Linked DNA regions of Anas platyrhynchos: region 2 is linked to region 1. Evidence: chromatin contacts called from public Hi-C data. All regions are on one chromosome and are shown on one strand. Each heading gives the region's core, a stretch centred on a gene start, on an enhancer-like site or on the middle of the called end of the contact. The rest is flanking DNA. Distances are from core to core; before and after follow the strand shown.

The links. Hi-C and Micro-C count contacts between places; a contact is called where the count stands out from the background.
Region 2: a Hi-C map of liver shows a contact between it and region 1, with 4 times the contacts expected there. The contact joins the promoter of ERLIN2 here to the promoter of NSD3 in region 1. A contact is called at or near these places in 2 of 8 Hi-C or Micro-C datasets (liver and skeletal muscle).

Annotation. Positions count from the first base shown.
Region 1 is chr23:682,329-685,714 of IASCAAS_PekinDuck_T2T, reverse strand. NSD3 (nuclear receptor binding SET domain protein 3) reads right to left here and starts at 1,887. Exons shown (of 23, transcript XM_038166846.2): 1 at 1,520-1,887. LOC139999362 (a long non-coding RNA gene) reads left to right here and starts at 3,210. Exons shown (of 2, transcript XR_011804751.1): 1 at 3,210-3,386.
Region 2 is chr23:854,885-858,270 of IASCAAS_PekinDuck_T2T, reverse strand. It overlaps ERLIN2 (ER lipid raft associated 2), which reads left to right and starts at 1,784. Exons shown (of 11, transcript XM_038166908.2): 1 at 1,784-1,966; 2 at 2,074-2,155; 3 at 2,284-2,330; 4 at 2,992-3,053. The coding sequence starts at 1,860.

The sequences.
Region 1 (3,386 bases), core at 638-3,137:
CACAGGGAGCAGAACCTGCCCCGCTGGGCTCCCATCCCCACTCCCTGCACGCACACCTACATCAGAGTGAGTTGCAAACCTGCTCGTGTCCTGCCCCCAGCGAGCCCTGAGCCTCGCAGCACCCGCTGCCCTCCAAACCCATGGGTCTGGCCCAGGCAGGCTGGGCTGGTTCCAAACTGCTGCGATTGATTTCCCTCCCGGCTCCACTCTGCCCTGCTCAGTGCCCCTGGCAGCTGTGGCTGGCGTCCTGCAGCAGCTCAGCACCGACACCTGACAGCAAACACCTCACTAGACCCAACCGTGCCCGTGCTTTTTCTACAGCTGCATCAAAACCGGCTGGGGAGCCACCTCCCAGGGCACTACAGCCCCTACGCTTTGAGAAATAACTCAGCACGAGGCAGGAGTGCAGCGACCACCTGTAGGTACTGCTGCGTTGGGTGTTCACGGGCTGCTCTGTCTCGTTTTGTCCTGGATACCTGTACAAAACCCCGCAGTATTTCCACTTCCACACCCTAGGCCCGTGCCCAGTTTCCAGCTGGGCGCAGACTCGTCAGCACCTACAAATTGCACCTGTGGATTGGGACTGACTTCAGCTGGCCCGAGCAGCCTCCTCCAGCAGGCACCGCAGGTGAATCAGAGGCCTCCTGACAAACTTTGCTCACCGTTTAGAGCTCGCGGTGAGGCTGGGCACCTCCCTGGGCACCTTCCCACAGGTTCTGAGTGCCAGGAGAATCAGCCCCGTCTGCCAGAGGGCTCTGACACGGCCACTGTTACCGAGCTTCCCGCGGGGGAATGGAAGCAGCCACCTCACACAAACACTGTGCATTTAGAAACAGAAGGGGTAACAGGAGCGTGGGGCACTCGCTTGTTCTGAAGAGCCTCAGGACTCAAGCGAGGGACATGGAGGAAACCCTCTGGCTCTCTGGGGAGGCTCAGAGCCCGATATCCACACAACACCAGGAGTCAGAGCTTTGGCAGCACCGAGCGCTGTGTGAATCACAACCCGCTCACACGCACGGAGGCCGGGCTAACAGCCCCACGGCCCCACAGCCCCTGCACCCCCCCAATCCCCGGCAGCGCTGCGGGGCCAAAATCACCCAAAGGCTGCGAGCAAACACCACAGAGCCCCTGAGCCGCTCGTGCTGCGGCTGGGGCAGGCTCCGAGCAGCTCCCCGAGGCTCCCAGCCCCCCCAACAGCCCCGGGAGCCCCCAGGCCGCGGCTGAGCCTCCCCTCAGCGCCCCGCAGCCGCCTCCAGGCCGTGCCCCGAGCCTCGGGGGGGAACCGGGACCCAGGGAGCGGGACCCACGGACACGGCCAGGGACCCACGGACACGGCCCCAAGGCACCGGGGCACGGAGCGGCGCCGCGGGCAGGCTCCAGGCGCGGCCCAGCGGCCCCGAAGCCGCTCTCGGGGCCTGTCCGAGCCGTGCCGGGCCCGCCCCGGCCGCTCCGCTCCGTGCCCGCCGCGAACATGGCGCCGCCGCCCCCCGGTGCCCGCCCGCGCCGCCCCCGCCCTCACCTTCCGTCAGTTCCATTCTAACCGCCCCCGCCGAGCCCCGAGGAGACAAAGGCCGGCGGCGGGGGCGGCGGGGCCCGGCCCGGCCCGTCCCGTCCCGTCAGGCCGCCGCCGCCGCCGCCCGTTGCCCGCAGGCCGCAGCCCGGGCCTCGAGTTCCGCGCCCCCGCCGCCGCCGCCGCCGCTGCCGCCGGGCCCCGCCCCGGGAGGGCTGCGCGGCCGCGGGGAGGCGCCGGGCGGGCGGCGGGGTGAGGCGGGCGGGGGGTGAGGCGCTGCGCTGCGCTGCGGGGCCGCCCCGGGCCCGCCCCGCGCCGCTCCGAGCCCCCGGCCCCGGCCCCGGCCCCGCTCCCGCGCCGCCGCCTCCGCCCCCCGCCGCTCCCCCGCCGCTCTGAGCCGCGCCTGCGCGCGACGCCGCCTCCCATTGGCTGCGCCGGAGGGGGGCCCGCCGCGGGGCATGCTGGGGGATGTAGTTCTGGGGGAACTACAAGCTGGCCCCAAAGCCTTCCCCTACCCCTTCCCTTTTCTGTTCCTCTCCCTGCTGTGCATTTGTAGCCCCGAGTGCCCGCAGTTGCTGGGCTGCTGCTGATCTTCTCGTGGCTGCGGGGTGGGAGCACAGCTGCTGCTTCCCACTGACTCCTCCTGACAGCAATCCTCATCCTCCTCCATTTTTCTCCTCAGTTTTTCCCTGTTCAGCTTTCTCACACGCCACTTTTGCCTGTTCCCAAGTTTTTATGTGAAACGGCTGCTTGGTTGGGAAGCTGCCCCCAGAGCTAACACTGAATCCATGCCAGGGAGGCTTCACAGCAGCACCTTGACCCTCCTTAGCCTCCTAAGGAAAGAAATCCCATGGGAGCAGAACGGCCGTTAGCAGCACAAAGCACTCGGGCACCAAGCCGTACCGTTGCACAGCCCGCACTGACACCGCAGAAATGTTTTTGATCGTAAAAACCGATCTGGAGGAGCGGCGGGGAGTTTTTTTTTCCCAGAACTTAAGGGCTTGGAGACCAGCCCCGATGGGAAATGCAGCGAGAGACCTCTGGCGGCCGGCCTCGGGAGCTGCCTGCCTCGCTTCTCACCCGTTTCCCAATTCCTTGTTATTTATTTATTTATCTATCTATTTATTTATTTATTTATTAAGAGACCCGCCCAAACCCGCCTGTGCAAAAGGGCCTAATGGGGCAAACAGGGCCTGGATGGGGCCCAATGGGGTCAAACTGGGTCTGAATGGGGCTTAATGGGGCTAACAGGGTCTGAATGGGGCCTAACTGGGTTTGAACTGGGCCTAAACAGGGTCGGACGGGACCTGAATGGGGCTTAACGGGGCGAACGGGGTCTGGACGAGGCCTAACTGGGGCCTAGCGGGGCCCAACAAGGCCTCAATGGGGCCTAATGGGGCCTGAACTGGGCCTAACGGGGCTTAATGGAGCCTAATGGGGCCTAACAGGTCCTAATGGGGCTTAACGGGGCCTTACGGGCCCAATAGGGCCTAAACGGGACTTAATGGGGCCTTAACGGGGCCGAACGGGCCGCGCCGCCCCCTCCCGTCCCGCCCCGTCCCCGCCGCCGCTCCTCGCGCCGCCGCCACGCCCCGCCCCGTGACGTCACTCCCCCCCTCGCGCGTCCCCACCAATCACCTCCCTTCCCCACGGGGCACCTCGGGTTGCGCCCCGCCCCCTGTTCTCCCATTGGCTGTCCGCCGGCAGGGCCGCGGCTGCGCCTCCCGATTGGCTCCCGCCGAAGCGGCCGCGACGCATTGATGCGGGGGGGGGGGAACCATAGAGAGCCGCGCTTAGGCTAGAGCGGCCGGCGCAGGGCGTGATGGGACGGCGCTGGCGGACCGAGCCCGAGCCCGGTACCGGTAGGCCCGGGCCT
Region 2 (3,386 bases), core at 535-3,034, 170 kb before region 1:
CGTCCTGCCCCGTCCTGTACTGGAGGGAGGGGGACAGGTAATGGGGGCTGGGGGTGACAGCGTTGAGCAGAGCGCCTCAGAGACCTTCAAACTCCTCTCAGCCTTTGCGGTAAAACCCACAAAATACTTTTACACGGGCTTCAATTCAGTGGGATGGGGAAGAATGGGGCAGAGATGAAAAAGGCTTCAAGTGCCAGCGAGAAGTGGGTGCAATAAACCGTTTGTTAGTGTAAAAAAGTTCTCGCTGCTAAAAACAGAGTCCCAGCACAGACACCCCCGAATGTTCCTGGCCTGAGGTCTAGAAGTAATGATTTTTTTGGCTTTTTTTTTTTCAGGATTATTACAAATAATATTTACCTTTGTGCTAGTTCACATCTTGATGCTGTTAAACACGTGGCCACAGATGGTTTCCCATTCAGGGTAATGATATAGCGCCGATGTTATGAAGCAAAACCTCGCCTGCGAGCCAGAACACCCCACATTTAAAAATCTATTACTTTTCAATATTATATGAATGTATTTTGCTTCAGCTCAGAGCAATTTCCTAGTTTACCCTTATTAAACTGAGAGGGGGCTGAGCAGAGGCTCTTGATTTATGAAACACATACTAGATTCATTAAAACCTTTAAAGATTTAATACATTTTATCAGGGCCTTAAATCTGGGCAAGCATTTTTTAAAAAAATCTAATACAGGGTGTATTTCATCTCTGGCGCCCTTTTGCGCTTATTTAAGAGCTGTAAAATTTGGATTGACAAATATAGCAGATATTTCATTCCCTACTTCTAAACGGCGCTGAATCCTTCTGACAGGTTTGTTATATATAACCCTAGGAGATCTATCAACTGTAAAGATCAAATTATTTTACTTTATTGACATTTTATACGTCTCTCCTATGTTTTTTAAGTCCCCTTCAACAATTATAGATGCGGAAGATTTAATATATCTTTGCGTGCTCTGTCACTTTCCCCGTTATTGCCCCTCGGTCTGGCCTGGTCCAGATGGGGAACAGATTGCTGTGGGAGAGCCGAGCCCCGGCGGGGAGGCCATGGGGGGCTCGTCGGGGGGCACAGACCCTGCTGGGTGGCCTTGGGGCTGGCTGGGGGTTTGGTAATGCCTGGGGGGACAGTGTGGTGCTTCGTGTGTGCGAGCAAGAGGGCAGTTCATGGGAGAACCTCCTCTGAGGGGGTCTCTCTGGGCACAAGGCCCAAGTGGGGGCTTGGCAGTGCCATGGGGGGCAGCGTGGTGCTTTGTGCATGCAACCAAGAGGTCAATTCATGGGAGAAGCTCCTCTGAGGGGGTCTTTTGAGACGCAAGGCCCAGGTGGGGGCTCAACAGTGCCCAGGGGGGTCAGCGTGGTGCTTTGTGCATGCAAGCAAGAGCTCAGTTCATGGCAGAACCTCCTCTGAGAGGCCTCAGGACCCTGGTGGGGGCTCAGCAGTGCTCAGGGGGTCAGCGTGGTGCTTCATGTACATGAGGAAGAGCTCAGTTCATGGCAGAACCTCTTGTGAGGGGGTCTCTCTGGACACAAGACCCCGGTGGGGGCTCAGCAGTGCCCAGGGGCTCAGTGTGGTGCTTCATACACATGAGGAAGAGCTCAGTTCATAGAAGAACCTCCTGTGAGGGGCTCTCCCCGTCCTCAACACCCACCCAGGATGCTGCAGGTCCCGCTGTGCCCCCACATCTCCCCCTCCCCACTGAGCGGGGGCTGCGCGGAGACCCGGGCGGGTCTCGAACCCGCGGCCCTGGGATCTCCGGGCCCTGCGGCGCCCCCCGGCGGCTCCCCACGGGCGGCGGCGGGCGCCGGCTGATGACGCGCGGCGGGCGGGCAGCGGCAGCCGCGTCCCGCCGAGGCCGGGCATGGCCCAGCTGGGGGCCGCCGCCGCTCTGTGCCTCGGCTGCTTGGCCGCCGCCTTCCTCTCCGCCATCCACAAGATCGAGGAGGGCCACATCGGCGTCTATTACCGGTGAGGCGGCCGCTGCGGTCTCCCCCCGGGCCGGCTGAGCGAGGCCCGGCCCGGTGCGGGGCTGCCGCTGACGGCCGCGTTTCTCTCCCTGTCCCTTCTCTCCTCAGCGGCGGGGCGCTGCTCACCTCCACCAGCGGGCCCGGCTTCCACCTCATGCTGCCCTTCATCACGTCCTACAAGTCGGTGCAGGTGAGGCTGGGGGGGGGGGTTCAGGGGGACCAGGGGGGTTTGGGGGTGTTCGGGGGACCGGGCCCAGCCCCGTTTGCTGTGGGAGGCCTGGCTCCAGAGGGGGTTTTCTGAAGTATTTCTCTGTGCAGACCACGCTGCAGACGGATGAGGTGAAAAATGTGCCCTGCGGGACCAGGTGAGTCGCTTGGCTTCTGTCCCTGCGCTTCCCTGATTTTGCTGGGCTCTTTTAGGGCCTTTTCCCTATCCCCTTCCTCACCCCAATGTACTTTAAACACAAATTTGCTTTAAAATGCATGTCCTGCTCCTCAGGAGCTCCATCTCCCACCTCCAGCCCTACCCGACTCCCTGAGCTTCCACATTTGGCGTTAATGCAGGTGCCGCAGGACTTGGTACTCTAGTTCTCAGTGCAGTTACCTTCTGCCACAAACAGGCTGCACCTTCCACAATCATCTTTTTCGTACCAACTTATGGGCAAGAATTTAATATTAAAATTATATCCTTTCTGTAAGTAAGATACTCCTACTGTGCTTGCCTGAACTGGAGCACAGCAGGAAAGTGGATTGCTTGGTATTAAATAGGTCAGGGATCGGGGGGTTGTATTTCCATGGAGTTTCCTCTAAAAAGATGATTTTTCGAAGCCTGGCTCCTGCTCCTGGAGGCACCAGCAGCCTGTCCCAGGTCCCTGCCGTGGTGTCGCAGCGGTGCCTGCCGGAGGTGCGAGTGCTGCGCTCCCCCGCTAGAGGGGAGTGTGCCCCGCTCACACACCGGCGGCAGGGCAGAGCTCGTGGCCTCCAGCAAACTTCCCCCTTTCGTTTTCCTTCTGCTTCCTTCTGCAGCGGAGGAGTGATGATTTATTTTGACCGAATTGAGGTGGTGAATTTCCTGATCCAAAGTGCAGGTGAGCTCTTCCCCTGTGACCCCCGAGGATCCTGCTGATAAACTTCTAATTTGAATAACGAGGTGTGCAAGGGGCAGGGGAGACGGGGTGTCTGAGGGCAGAAGGCTGGAGTCTGACGCACAAAGAGAATGACCAGGGCAGGCTTTTTTTTTTTGTGTGTGTGTGTGCAGGACAGAGACTCGCAGATAATGCAGCGAGGGCTGCTGGTATAAAGGTGTCACTCTGCTTACAAGGCATGTGGCAGAATATTGATTGGGATGCGATGAAATACCAGCAATAATTAAAACTCCCCTGAATGAAGTGGGTGGTTGTGATGCAGCCTTCTCTTGTGGT